Linked DNA regions of Danio rerio: region 2 is linked to region 1. A link is a contact called in public HiChIP or PLAC-seq data. All regions are on one chromosome and are shown on one strand. The core of a region is the stretch at or near the end of the contact, and the rest is flanking DNA. Distances in the headings are between cores, read along the strand shown.

The links. HiChIP or PLAC-seq counts read pairs in DNA pulled down with a chosen protein or histone mark.
Region 2: a contact with region 1 is called in an H3K4me3 HiChIP or PLAC-seq map of embryo, with 3 times the contacts expected there. The contact joins the promoter of barhl2 here to the promoter of znf644b in region 1. A contact is called at or near these places in 1 of 18 Hi-C or Micro-C datasets (caudal fin) and 2 of 4 datasets of contacts at active chromatin or transcription factors (caudal fin and embryo).

What each region holds. Positions count from the first base shown.
Region 1 is chr6:27,122,063-27,129,563 of GRCz12tu, forward strand. It overlaps znf644b (zinc finger protein 644b), which reads left to right and starts at 4,552. Exons shown (of 7, transcript XM_073954091.1): 1 at 4,552-4,780.
Region 2 is chr6:27,278,411-27,285,911 of GRCz12tu, forward strand. barhl2 (BarH-like homeobox 2) reads left to right here and starts at 4,683. Exons shown (of 3, transcript NM_205740.1): 1 at 4,683-5,634; 2 at 6,920-7,145. The coding sequence starts at 5,079. The region is part of intron 3 of LOC137490211 (a long non-coding RNA gene); the gene reads left to right.

The sequences.
Region 1 (7,501 bases), core at 3,302-5,801:
ACTGTTACAGGTGTAATTTTGTATCATTCTTCCTGCAAGCAAGTCTTGAGGTGAGCATCAGTACGAGGATGTTGTTGTTGCATGTTGCACTTCAAAATATGCCAAACATTCTCTATTGGAGACAGGTCGGGACTAAAGACAACCGTCATATACCTGTATCCTCTTACTCCACTTCCTCTTCCTGACAACTTAATACCATGAAAGACCCTGGCTTTTGAACTTGTTGCTGTTAACAGTCTGGATGATGTTTTTCTTCTTTGTTCTCACACAGTGTTCATTTCTTCCCAAAAATACTGATTCATCTGATCACAGTACACTTTCTATTGTGTGATGGTTTATCCCAGATGCCTACAAGACTGTTGGCGTTTCTGGACACTGTTAACATAGGGCTTCCTTTTGGCAAAGTACAGTTTTAACTAGCATTTGTAGATTTAACTACGTATTGTAGTATTTGACAAAGGTTTGCAAAAGAAGTCATGAGCCGATGTAGTGATATCGCTTGTATGCGATTGACGATTCTTGACACAGTGCCACCTGAGTAATCAGAGATCAAGTTAGTTCAGTTTAGGCTTGTGCCTTTGTCCTTTATGCACTAAAATTACTGCAAATTCCTTACATTTTTTAATTATGTTATGCACTGTTGAAGGTGAAATATCCAATTGTCTTCCTGTCATTCTTTGAGAAACACTGATTTTAGACATTGCAATAATTTTCTTACATATTTGTTGGCAAACTGGTAATCCCTAACCCATCTGCTTCAAAAGGACTAGACTCCTATTGGATGCTGGTTTTGTACCAAATCATAATTAGAAGCACCTGTTGACATCACCTGTTTCAAATTACATAATTATTTAACCAATTTACCTGATTACTAGCCTTAAATTGCTCCTGAACCTTTTTTGGAAAGTGTTGCTATACTCTGAATGACAGTAAGTGATGTATATTTACATATGAAATGAAGTTGACCAGACAAAACATTAAATATTTTGTGTTTATATTGTCTGCTTTTTTATTTGCATTTTCCATACTGTCCCAACCTTTTATTTGGGGTTACTCACAAAAAAAATTCATTTATGCTTCAAAACCTAATTATCGTGTCAAAAATTTGGCCAAGGCCACCAAAACATAATGTATGTTTGTCATCGTGTGAGCCACACTGGTCAAAATGTTTAGTTGTATTTCACCATGACACTCAAGTCAACCATGGAAATTAAGGTTTAAAAAACTATATTTGTTTAGAGTAGTCAACAGTACATAGAATAATACTAAACAAAAACATTTGTATACTGTACATTATATTTGTATGAGCGTAATTACAGTATTGTACATATTCCTTATGTTACCACAAATACACAAAAATCAGTCAGTCAGGCTAGAGATTACATCTTTTTCAATTGCTCTTCCATTATCATGTTGCTGCAGTTTAGGATTGTGGATGTTTTCCATTCTCAAAAAACAAACAAACGCAAAAAAGGTTTTGCACAACTGGAAACATTTTGATCCACTTTAAATGTTGACTACTGTATATCTTCCCAGACTAGATAGGTTAAATCATTCATTTAAATTGTATTACAATTAGAACAGTTTTAGCAACATTACAAACAATGTCAAAATCAGATATTTATGGTGTAAAGATGTGTGTAAATACATGTTTGATAACAGAATGAATGTTTTTGAGGGTGATGGCTTACATAATAAAAAATGATTGAAAAGTTGTGAGTTTGACAGTTTAAATAAGACTCGACTAATCAGTTTTGATCAACTAGCAATATTCAATTAGTTTTTATCCAAACTACTGACAATTGTGCTTACAGATGCACAAATGTCAGTGACTTTGTAATTTGCTCAAATTAGCAAGTAATTCCATTCTGATGTGAAGAAGAAATATTGTTCAGAGATCTTAACTTATTGTTTTAAAAAACAAAATAATAATAAATAATTCAAAAACTGGGTCAAAGCAATTACGAAAAATTGTAACAGTTTATTAGCACTTATAAAATATGGTCTCAATTTAAATCCATAATCCTTAAAACTCAACTACTACTTTATTAACTATTAATAAGCAGCTAAAAAGTAGTGTAGTAGGCTAAACGTCTTAGTTAATGGTTTATTAGTAGCATGAAATGTACATTAAACTAGTTGTGAACAAATAAATAAATACAGGTTTTATGCTAACTTTATACATTTGATAATTACTGGTTGAAAGCTATAAACCCTCAAATTGTTTCAAAACTTCATTACTTTCTGTTTTCTGCTTAAAATAAAAGAAAATATGTTGAAGACAGCTAGTAATCAAAATATTTCCAGTCCCATCAAAATGTGTTTATGTTATTATACACACACACACACACACACACACACATATATATATATATATATATATATATATATATATATATATATGTGTATATATATATGTGTATATAAATATATATATATACATATATTCAATTCAATTCAGCTTTATTTGTATAGCGCTTTTACAATGTAGATTGTGTCAAAGCAGCTTCACATAAATGGTCATAGTAACTGGAACAGTGTAGTTCAGTTTTAGTGTTTAAGTTCAGTTCAGGTTAGCTCAGTTCAGTGTGATTTAATCATTACTGAGAGTTCAAACACTGAAGAGCAAATTCATCGATGCGTAGCTCTACCAATCCTGAACCATGCGAGGCAGTGGCGACAGCAGAGAGGGAAAAAAAACTTCACCTGATGGGAGTGAAGAAAAAAAACCTTGAGAGAACCAGACTCAGTTGGGCACGACCATTTTAATTTCTCCGCTGGCCAAAAGTCTTGTGCAGAGCTTCAGTCGCCGTGGTGGAGGCTGGAAGATGGCCTCAGTGAAGACTCGTCTGTCCCTGGAGCGTCGCTGGAATCAGACTCATGTTCTCCACTCCCCACGACCATCAGCGCAGCAGCAGCTCAGGATATGGCCTGGACCCGGATATGGAATCCTTGGGATCATCTCGTCGCTGGTCTTGGATCCAATCAGTGACCCCGCATAATCTGAGGAACTCGGGATGAGTATCCCCAGGTGAAAATAGAGAATAAAGAGAATAATTAGCGTAGCTGCTGTTCATAGTGTATATAAACAAGATGCAGAAGCCTGTGTGGAACCCGCTAGGTGATGCATTGAGTGTATGCTTTACTAAACAGATAGGTCTTTAATCTAGTTTTGAACTGGGAGAGTGTGTCTGAGCCTCGAACGTTATCAGGAAGGCTATTCCAGAGTGTAGGAGCCATGAAAGAGAAGGCTCGACCTCCTTTACTTGATTTTGATATTATAGGTACTACCAGAAGCCCTGAATTTTGAGATCTTAAAGAGCGAGTTGGATTGTAGCGAGACAGAAGGTTTGGTTAGATAAACAGGAGCTAGATTATTTAGAGTTTTATAGGTGAGAAGTAATATTTTAAATTCAATACGAAACTTAACAGGCAGCCAGTGTAAGGAGGATAAAATTGGGGTTATATGATCATATTTTCTAGACCTGGTCAGAACTCTGGCTGCTGCATTTATATATATATATATATATATATATATATATATATATATATATATATATATATATATATATATATATATATATATATATATATATGTATATAATCACATTTTAACACATTTCCAAACATAATAGTTTTATTAACTCATTTCTAATAACTGATTTATTGAGTTATTATATACTGATGGTTTGTTCTGTAGACTGTAGAAAAACAAAAAACTTAAAGGAGCTAATAATTTGGACCTTAAAATGGTGTTTAAAAAATTAAAAATGGCTTTTATGCTAGCCGAAATAAAACAAATAAGACTTTCTCCAGAAGAAAAAATATTATCAGACATACTGTGAAAATTTCTTTGCTCTGTTAAACATAATTTGGGAAATACTTAAAAAAGAAAAAAAAAATGTCTTAAAAAATGTCTTCTTTTAAAACCTTTACAGGTGTGAGACTACATAAGAGTGAGAAAATCACTTTATTTAACTTAAATAAGTAAATATACAAACAAACTGACTACACAAACATATAAAGAAACATATAAAAAAATAAAAATAATTAAATAAAAACATTCCTGTAATGGTAACCCATTCTATACAACAGCCACAATTGTTTTTACAGTTTACCAAACCTCATTACCTATTTATCAATCAGTTTAAACAATTGCCAACAAGAAATGCTCACGACAGTCTGTCAAAATGAAAGGAAATTTCTGTCAATAAATATTACTGACCAAACCATCCCTAGGTGTGCAAGTCCACCTTTCCACCATCTTTCCTGTCTTTTTTCAACACAAGCAGCAACTTCACCTAAGAAGAATTCACTCTGTGTCTGTGGAATATTCCATATCGCGAGAGGGGGGCTACAGTACCTACCACAACCACAACTCTCAATAAAGACCAAATGCACAATTCCTCGGTGAAAAACTACACTACCTTAAATTTCCACTTTCACTTTGAAAGGAAGTAAACATTTTGTCGGGTCTTAGTGTGTGGTGTCATTTGTGAAAGCAGAAACCAAACATCCCTCTCGGAGTTTTAGTTCAACCTGCAGAATTTTAGGCAAAATGGCGACATTGTAACGGATGGAGGACGAAAAAAAAAGGACCGTAATCAAGTACCATGACAAACTTGCCCCGTGTTATAGTGTCATTCTCTGGGAAGGTAGGTTTAAAGCTTACGAACGTCTTCCCTTGCCGGATGTGTGTTTAACCGTGTTGAGAGATGAGAGCGCGATGGGTACAGTGAGTCCTTGCACGGGCACGAGAGCTAATGTACACGGGCATCAGGTATGTCAACACACCGTGCAAGTCACGAATCCTGCAAACTAACATTTCACCCTTCCGTTGTCATATACGCTATAACTCTAAACAGTATTGTATTTGGGGGAAAGTTGGACGCTCTTCTGCATCTGAGGAGCGCACTTGCGAGGTTTTTCGTTTTCACCCTGCAACACACTTTATACACACTTTTACAAGATGGGTGTCAGAATCGATGCAAAGCGACGTCAGTCACCGGATGAGACGAGCCGTTTTCCATGTCAGCTGGGAGTTTTGTGTCGCGGCCTCTAGTCGCGGGTTTGACACTTGAAGAGCGCAGACGCGTTTAGACGCTCGTCTTGAAGGCGCTTGGCGCGACCTTGATTGGATGGAATCTGTGCGCAACGCGTTTGCGCATCGTGGCAAACAAACATCCCGACAGCCTATTGCTTTCTGTTGGAAATCTCAGTCGATCGTTTTGAATGGTGTTTAAAAATAGGCCCTTTTAAATGATTTGTGTTAGCCACAGAACTTTTAATGGCTGTAAAACGCACATTTTATGGCGTGAATGAAATCACTGAGTGACATAATAGCATATCTCTCACAGGCTGTCCACTTACACATGATTTTGATAAATCTTACTTTACATCCATTAGTTTTAGCAGATGCACAAACTCTGTTCTGCTGCATGACAACTTTTTGTGGCAAACTAAGATCCTGCTTCAACCTTTTTTTCTGTCCTAGATCTTTGCCAGCCATGTCAAGAATCAGTGTTTTCTTTTGCTCACTAGTCAAAATGTTGACTTGAAAGAATTTGACTTGTCAGCTGTATCTCACAGGCTGTCAACCAACACTCAAAAGTCACTTTTGAGTGTTTATTTTAAAAATGTAAATACATTGGATAATGTCTGTTTTATTGGACTTTAGCACACTTGTAATTTGGCCTTAAGCATGATGCTTCACGTTAAAAGCAGTATTGCTGATGTTCAGAAGAATATCACAGTTGTCAAGAGATATTAACGTTTCTGATTTACTGATTTTTTTCCTCTTTAGATACCTAGTAATTCATTTTACTTTTGACAAAAATAGGCAATAGCAGATGTCAAACGAAAGGCTTGCTGTTTAGATTATTATCTTGGTGTTTCTGTGGTTATTGTAGAAGTATAACTAAACTTCTGATTGTGTTAATACTTAATTTTATTCAATGTTTTGTGTTTTCATAGGCGCTAAGTACCATTTTTTAATGTTTGGATCAGGTCACTAGTTCTTTAAAACTTTGCTTTCCATTCTTATTTATCTAAAGCATAGCTTCACAAAAAGGCTTTTCATAATGCACTTAAGTGGTTAGTTCACCCACAGATGAAAATTATGTTATTAAATACTCACCCTCATAAGATTTTTTTATATATTTTATATTATTAATATTAAGATATTTGGAATTTTCTTTAAGTCTAGAAAAGTAACAAAAAATATCCTCTGTACAGACCATATGCCTTCAGTGGTTTATCAGAGTATTATCAATCTACAAGAATGTTTTTGCACACATAAAACCAAAATAAACTACTTTATTCATTCAACTTTCTTCTTTTTCTCATTGTCAGTATAGGGCACATGCTTTCATGAGTACAGTGGAGTGACATACAGTACCTCTTCGGATGCCCATGCTCCTTTGTTTGAAGCACACATGCATCCAAGGTAATATGTTAGCAGCATAGTCAAGCACAACACATGAATATGCACCCTATACTGACACTGAGAAGATAAAGCTGTTCAATAAATTTCTTATTTTTGTTTTATGTGTGCACAAAAGTATGATAATATTCTAAATGGCAGTCTGCAGGCATATGGTCTGTTTTTAGAATGTGTGTGATGTTGTAGGGGGTGAGTCTGGAATTTGTAAAAGGGCTTAAATAGTTGCCCTTTAAATTCTAAATCTTTTTTTATTAGCCCAGAAAAATATCTATTATCTGTATATTTAATTATGATCATTACATAAATGAAAATATTTGTTTTAAGTTGCTGATAAAATATAATTAACCCAAAAATATAATTATCGCAACATTTAAGAACAATAATGAATATTTCATACTGTATTTTCACAGTAACGTGCACCCTTACTTTTTATAGGCATGATAAGTCTAATAGGGCCCAGTAAATAGGGTCAGAGGTTTTAGTTACTGTGCGAGAGGTGAAGGATTTTACTGGCTCTTTTAAATTAACATATTTAATTAAATTTCATGTTTCATGCTCTCAGAATACTAGTGAGCTGTGTAATACACTGTAAAAAATCTGTTAATTAACAGTTCCCTTATTTTGTGATTCACAAGTGTTTTCCATTTATGTACGGTTGTGAATTGCATTATAATTTCTGCTCTGTCGACATATGATGTTGAAAATTCAATAATTTGTCTAACTGTTTGTCAACAGATTGACAAAGTGACTTATTGATACTTAAGTAGTTTGAAATAATATAATGTATAATAAATAATATATAGAGAAATAAGTCTGTAAAATTATGAAAATGTACCAACAGTTTATTACAAGGTTTTTGTAACGTAATATAGAACACCAACCCAGACAATATATCACATTAAACTATTAAAAAATTATAATAAAAGTAACTTTTTTCACACTTTCAAGGTTAAAAGTTATTGAAATAAAATGTAAGTTCTCATAATAGAATTCAAAAGCATAAATAAATGGGGAAAATAACAAATTGACATGAATCACATGAATCACAAAATTTAGAAA
Region 2 (7,501 bases), core at 3,433-5,932, 160 kb after region 1:
TTTTCGCGTCTTGCTCAATTGCTCGCTCGCCCCTTGAGCAATGCGCCGTGTTCACACCCTCCACCCCTCACTCTCCCCCTCTTCTGTCTTATTTCCTCGTGTTTTTTGCGGTTTTAGACTTCAGGTAATAGGAAATGGCATTGACCCCTCCTGATCCCCCGATTACCTTTGTGAAGCGTGCACGCGCCACAGAATCACACGTCATGAGGCGGCTCGATGCCATCAGCACGGATCAATCACGCGCTCAGCCGCGCGCAGGAATGCAGCTCGCGGACACGGTCGGAGCAGCCGCGGCCCGCGCTGATTGACAGCTCTGGTAATTAGGTGATTGTAAAGACCCTTCTGACTGCTAGAACAACGTTGTCAGGGCCGGTCTGTGGCCGGAGCGCACAAATCAATGTGCTTTCCTTGAGCAAGCATTGAGTAGACCAGAAAAACTAACAAAGAGGATGGGCACTCATGTGATGCGTGTCACCGTCGCTTACTTAAATTTACATTCTAGTTCTTGAATTGATTGCTGTTTTACGTAAACAAAACCAGACAGAAACGAGACGGCGCGCCGCTTTTCTCCTCTCCAGCTTTCGCTCTCATTTTAACATTTGATTTGGGTGTTAGAATTAAAACTGTAATTGATGTTCATCTAGGCCACGAGCCCTACTGTGTCCTTCTTCGAGGCTTATTTCCCGTTCTTGTTTGCCTTTGGATTAATACTAGCTGCACTTCAAATTAAACTTGAATGTCACATGTTTTATTACAGTGTAAATTCAACCACCGTTGAAAGGAGGGGGGGGGGGGGGGGGGATTCTGTTAAGATCTAGTAAAAACTGTAATATTGGGATCCTGAAAGCTACTGTTGTAAATGTCACAGCTCACAGAGTGCACCGACCTTCCATACACGAGCTTCTAAAATAATATTTTCTGTTAAATTTTGACTTTTATAACAATTTTAATGTGAGCCTTTTTCTGTACGCTCAAATAGACATGTTTAGAGAGAGAGACAGCTAATTTGTCATCTGTCAGACCCATGATTCTCTGATTAAAGATGCGTATTTGTCTGAGACTTTTTTTTGCAGTCCCTGCTCAAACGAACCAGTTAAATGCATTCCTTACTGTATGTTTTTATGTCACCTGAAATACATATTAACCTGTCAAATTACATATTTGTGTCTCACTAAAACATTTTTTTCGCGTGCAAATAATTAACATCCATTGAAAATAAATTTAACATCGCATTTCCGCTGGTAAGATAAAGCATTATTTGCAGTTGTTTAAAAGACATGTCAGTTGAAATTATATATATATATATATATATATATATATATATATATATATATATAATTTTATTGTGGATCTATAATACTTTCATATTCATTAATAATTGCAAATCTAACAACTCACACAGTAGTCTTTGACGTCGTGATTCAGATTGGAGGCTTAGTATAGGCACATATGCGGCAATTCAGTGGTGTTTATGTAAATGTTAAATAAATATTCTTATCAAGTCTGGAAAAAGGCACTATAGTGTCATTTTTGCTCACCCGTAACAAATGTATTAAACAACACAGACAATTGAGAATGGTTTCGATATTGCTCATTTAAATATTTAAAACACTTTTTAAAAGTTTATTTGCAGTGTATGTGCCTGGTTAGTTTTTGTCTGATAATTAGATTGCGAACCCGTTTATCTTCTCTGGCGTTTGATAAACTTAAACGCATAAGGCAGAACTCGTTATATAAAAAAATAGCATAAAAAATCATCGGTAATTAATTATTATTCAATTAGCAAAACAGTTTAACTTGTTTCTGTCATGCTAGACTACTATATATTCTGGATTTGTTTTTGCTAAATTTTATGAATATTCTGTTGGGTATGTTTCATTAATGATTATAAAATTAACGCAAAAAAAAAAAAAAACTATTGAGAGTAAATTTACCGTTATTTGACTTTATGTTGCAGAAGTGAAACGACCTGTGTGCCTGCAAACAATGAGAGGCCTTCAGCGGTCGAGAGGTGACAGTTTCAACAGAAAGCCGCAAGGGGAATCAATACAGTGCAAACTACAATTTCACTGTCCGATCATCGACCATCAGCCCTGGCCGATCGGATGATACCCTGGCTGGTTGTATTCAATTTGTTCCAGCAGCGTCCTTAAACCTAATAAAGCAATTGATTGAGGCTCAATGAGCTGCTGCAATTAGTGAACTGTTAATGAACATGCTGCTGGAGTCTCATGAGATTGACTGGCGTGTTCTACCATTGCTTTGATTTTCTTCAACGGAAAGACATACATTGCCAATAGATCGTTTTCACATATCTTCAGGCAAAACAAATTTTCAGTCCCCTAACTCAATTAGTTAGTACATTTGAATATATGCTTAAAAGGACAACCATATCTGTAGACTAGGACAGATATTATTTGACCAAATAATTATTTGTATAGGGAAATATAGCCTATATTCTAATATATTTTAAAATAAATAAAACTTTTTTTTTTAAATCTACATAATACCTTTAGTCGTGACAGTCAAATAGTTGCCCAAAGTCACTACTAGAAACTATATTAATTGCATCATTTAATCATCGTAAATATCCAAGTCATCTATTTAGACATTTATACGAATTTGGATGTTGGTAAAACTTGATGTCTGTGTTTGCATTGTGGTTTTGCCCTGCATTAACCAGCAATCTTCAAGTGATTATTAACATGAACTTTGAGATAGCTTTGTCGCCGCCTAGTGTTAAGCATATTACAGAACATGTCAGAAAGTGTGTGTTACAGAAGAATTTAACAATTAGCCAGGACTTTTCCTTATTTCGGTTCAGGACAATATCCCAACATTTTAAAAATTGGACCATGACTAGAGAAGCAAAATACTTATATATTACAAACTGGTATACCTGTATACATCCTTTTAGAAAATCAGATTTCAGAACCCTTTATTTTAATATTATGGGTAAAATATCATGTCGCAACAAAATATGTGACAGAGAAAAAGCTATTGTAAACAAAATAAACTTATAAATAAAACGTTTGTTTGAAAAAAATACAAAATACAATAAATTCGTGTAGATAATTTCTTATTATAAATTTTTAAACAGTGTTAACATTTCTAGTGTTTGGTAAAGCTTTACTCTGTCAAAACAAATCGTTTAACGAATAGATGGTAAATATAGGCTAGATTAAAAAGCGAACATACAACCAACACATTTTTGATAGTAGATTATTAAGCAAGGTTAACAAAACATGTTAACGAAATACTTTGCAACAAAAAAGCCAGTTTAATACATGGTACTAGTAAATTGTAATAGTTACAATTTATCATTATTACAAAAAATATACATAGCCTGGTTTTGAACAGTTAAAATTTTTTGGGGAAAAAATAAATAATTAAAGCGGTGCGTATAACAAACCTAAACGATTCCTCCCACGTCGCCCTGCTATAAAAATAGTGGAAATAATCTCGGTTCGGTCCGTTACAGGACGCAAATGCAAACAGGTTTTGGGAGCACAGTAGAGTGATCCACAGAAAACGACAGAGAACGCAGCAGCCTGATATGAACAGCTCTATTATTAAAATACTAATTCCATATTAACTGTTGTAAACCGTAATTTAAACATACAAATTAAGTATTGCAAAATAAAGTGTTAAGCCTTTAGTTTGTTTATCAAATTAATATATTTATAATGTTTAACAAGATGCGATAGTTAATTTTGTCTCCCCAGATTGAAATAATTCAATTTAGCGCACTTTGTCTTCTATTATGTAAACACATTAACCGAAAATAAACTGATTTCTAAAGCTATTATAAGCCCAGGGTTTATTTAGAAGAAAATAGTCATCATATGAGTCGGGCATATGCCATGTACAATATTCGCCATCATTTCATTCCCTTGAGCTATTTAGAATCAGTGCTTTCACTCAAAGGCCCTGACACACACAATGACAATCAGCTCCAAACGGGCTTATTTCTCTAACACTTTTCACTGTGTCTGTGCTCTTAAAAGAATAATGACACAATTTTGTTTTGCCAACAGGGATTACGGTGCTGTTTTATTTTGGGAAAACATGATAAAATTACCATTTAAAGAGCTTAAAGTACAGTGAATGGATACTAAGAAAGTCAATAATTTAATAATACAATTCAATGCATTGTTCAATCAGTATTTTTTTTTTATTTAATTTTGTTTTATTTTTTCGTATGTAAGACTACGTTTTGCAATTGTGATTAACAATGGCCGCATCAATGTTTCAGCGTAATCGATTAGATATAGCACCGCGTAATTTTTGGTGAGCTAAAGCCTACGGTTATTTTGTGGAACAGCAATATATTTCATGTTGTTATAACAGTTTAGTAATAAGTTTTAGCAACAAGAAATATGCATAACATGCAAACATTGATGCAAAGTGTTACCGTAAACGCATTTATGTCTAATGAAGATGCCGTCTGAGACATTATAGCGAAGGGAAGGTTTCAAAAGAGCATTGAGGAATCAATGAGTGCCTCTAAAGTGTAATGATGAAGTAAAATACGCTGATTGGACAGACGCGTGACCATGTATCCAATGAGAGGAGAGACAGAGAACACGAGGAGTGTGTTATAATAAAGGAGAAAATATGACGTCAATGTAGGAAGTCATTGTAGAGCAACACTACAACGATTAGTGGCAAAAGGGAGCGTGATGTCGAGGAGTTAGAGCATCCCAATCTCTCCACACCTCAACTTTGAAAGAAAGTTCAATAACCATAACAAAAGGACGTGGACTACACAGATCCACTTGCTTTCCACATTTCACCTTGAATGTAACCAAAGCTCGGAGCGCAGGCTATATTTCTCTTTTTTTCTTTGCTTAAGTGCAAGGATTTTGTTTTTGTTTTGTTTTTTGTTTGCGCGTACGAAATGTTTATTTTGCACTTTTTCGGGGCTTTTTTGCTGCGCTAATTGTTTAGTTCTGGTATTTTTGTTTGTTCCGTTTAAGTTTTTTTTTTTTTTTTGGTTGTTGCCGTTGTCTTTTCTTTTTTATTGTACAGGAAAGTTGTTATGAAGACGACTTGAGTGCTCATCCTTTTCTTATACTATGGAAGGATCCAGTGGGGCTAGTTTCGGAATAGACACTATTTTGTCCACAACCAATTCTGGCACCTCAGTACTGATGAACGGAGATTTTCGTCTCGGTGACAGTAGCAGAACAGCGGATTTCAGGAGCCAGGCGACCCCATCACCATGTTCGGAGATAGACACTGTGGGAACAGCCCCCTCATCCCCGATTTCGGTCACGATGGAGCATCCCGAACCGCATCTTGTCCAAGACAGCCTTCAGCATCACCATCACCATCATCATCACAGTCAGGCTCAGAGTTTGCAGCTTTCACCTCAGCCTCATCTGCTCGGTCAGGCTGGTTGTGCCCCCAGGACTGCCACCTCCTCCTTTCTAATCAAAGACATTTTGGGCGACAGTAAACCGCTTGCAGCGTGCGCTCCTTACAGCACCAGTGTACCATCTCCACACCACAGCCCCAAAACAGAGAGCGGAACCGCCCCGGACGGCATCAGGCCCAAACTAGAACAAGATGAAAACAGAAGCAAACTGGACAAAAGAGATGATATCCAGAGTGATTTGAAATGTTTGAACGGTAAGATTACGTTTTACAAGCCAAAAATTTTAATAATTAGGGTAATAGGAAAATAGAGGACACAATATTTTTATTAATTAAACTTGTCTGAATACATGTTAACACAACTGACTCAATTATCTACGTGTAGGTTTTTTTTAAAAACCATCAAAAGTTACATGAGATGCATGTACAAATAGTATTATTACGTTATAATTACTTGTGTGCAAAGTAATATGAAAATTGCATCGTATAGCAAAGCAAAAATATTATTATTGCTATAATATTAAAAATAATAATAATGGTATTATTATTATTATTATTATTATTATTATTATTATTATTATTATTATTATTATTATTATTATTTTAACAACAAAACAACTTACTCAAAATTAATTATTGCAAATCTAAATATATATATATATATATATATATATATATATATATATATATATATATATATATATATATATATATATATATATATATTTTAAATCTCACAATTCTTCACATTTGATTGTTCATGCCCACATTAAACAGAACAACCAAATTAGCACGCATTTTACATAAAAAGTAAACAAATCTTAACTCGGCTGTAACAATAAACCGAATGAACTAAACAAGGTGACATGCATTCGGTGGTACACAACACCGTTAACATTTTCAGATTTTTAAATATTATTAAAAATATATCGTACTACATTAAATACAAATTAAAGTCTTTGTTTATTTTTGTCTGTATTTTCATTACGAACCAGTATTACAATATAATAACAATGTTGGTAGCCTGTCACCGAGGTTATTCTCAGATATTAGCATAACAGATGTAAAGGCTGGTGAATTTTGCCCGGTGTGGGATCCTCCCTAGTGAGTCAATTAGAGAGATTATTGTTCTTCCTTGAGGGGGGATCACGGAGCCCTGCAAAAACTGCTACAAATAGAGATAGATTGACATATCGATCCTGCTCGTTTTGAGGTAATATTTTTGCCTACATGCAAGCGACCTAATTTATTTAGTAGCCAAATATTTTTGCATAGCATGTATTTGACATAAAGATAAATTTAACCTAAGCATAAACAGTTTTAGATTTGCGTGTACATCCAAGGCCTGAGAACCACAGGTTCAAAATAAACCTTCTAAATAATAATTACTAAATGTTTAAACTGTTCTCATGTTGAATTATCTACATAAACTGTATTCAATTAATATAGGCCTACACATCAACACGTTTTACATACAAAAGTACAAAATAAAAAAATAATAAAAACATTTTCACTAACTTCCATGCATTAACTTGTTTAGGAACAAAAGAAGAGGGCGATCGGGAAATTTCTAGTTCCAGAGACAGTCCACCAGTCCGTTCTAAAAAACCTCGCAAAGCGCGGACGGCCTTCTCCGACCATCAACTTAACCAGCTGGAGCGCAGTTTTGAGAGACAGAAATACCTCAGTGTACAGGACCGAATGGACCTGGCAGCAGCCCTAAACCTCACAGACACACAAGTAAAGACTTGGTATCAAAACCGACGGTAAGTGTCATATTAATATTTATGAATATTATTTTTGTTATGGCTCACATAATAATAATAATACTAATAATAACAATAGTAAAATTGCATTTTTTATTTTATTGTTTTGTATCTGCATTTAAATCTGTTTTACAGTTGCCAAAAGTTGAGATTTAAATTTTCGGATTTTATTTAGGCTATTTATCAAAATGTATTATTATGTTATTACTGGTATATATATATTATATTGGTTACGCATTAATTTTATTAAACAGCATTTTTTTAAATAAACGATGCAACCTAATATGAATCAAATAGCTTTCACAGGCTGTCGGAATTTATATTTTATATATATTCACATTAAAGGATTAAAATTT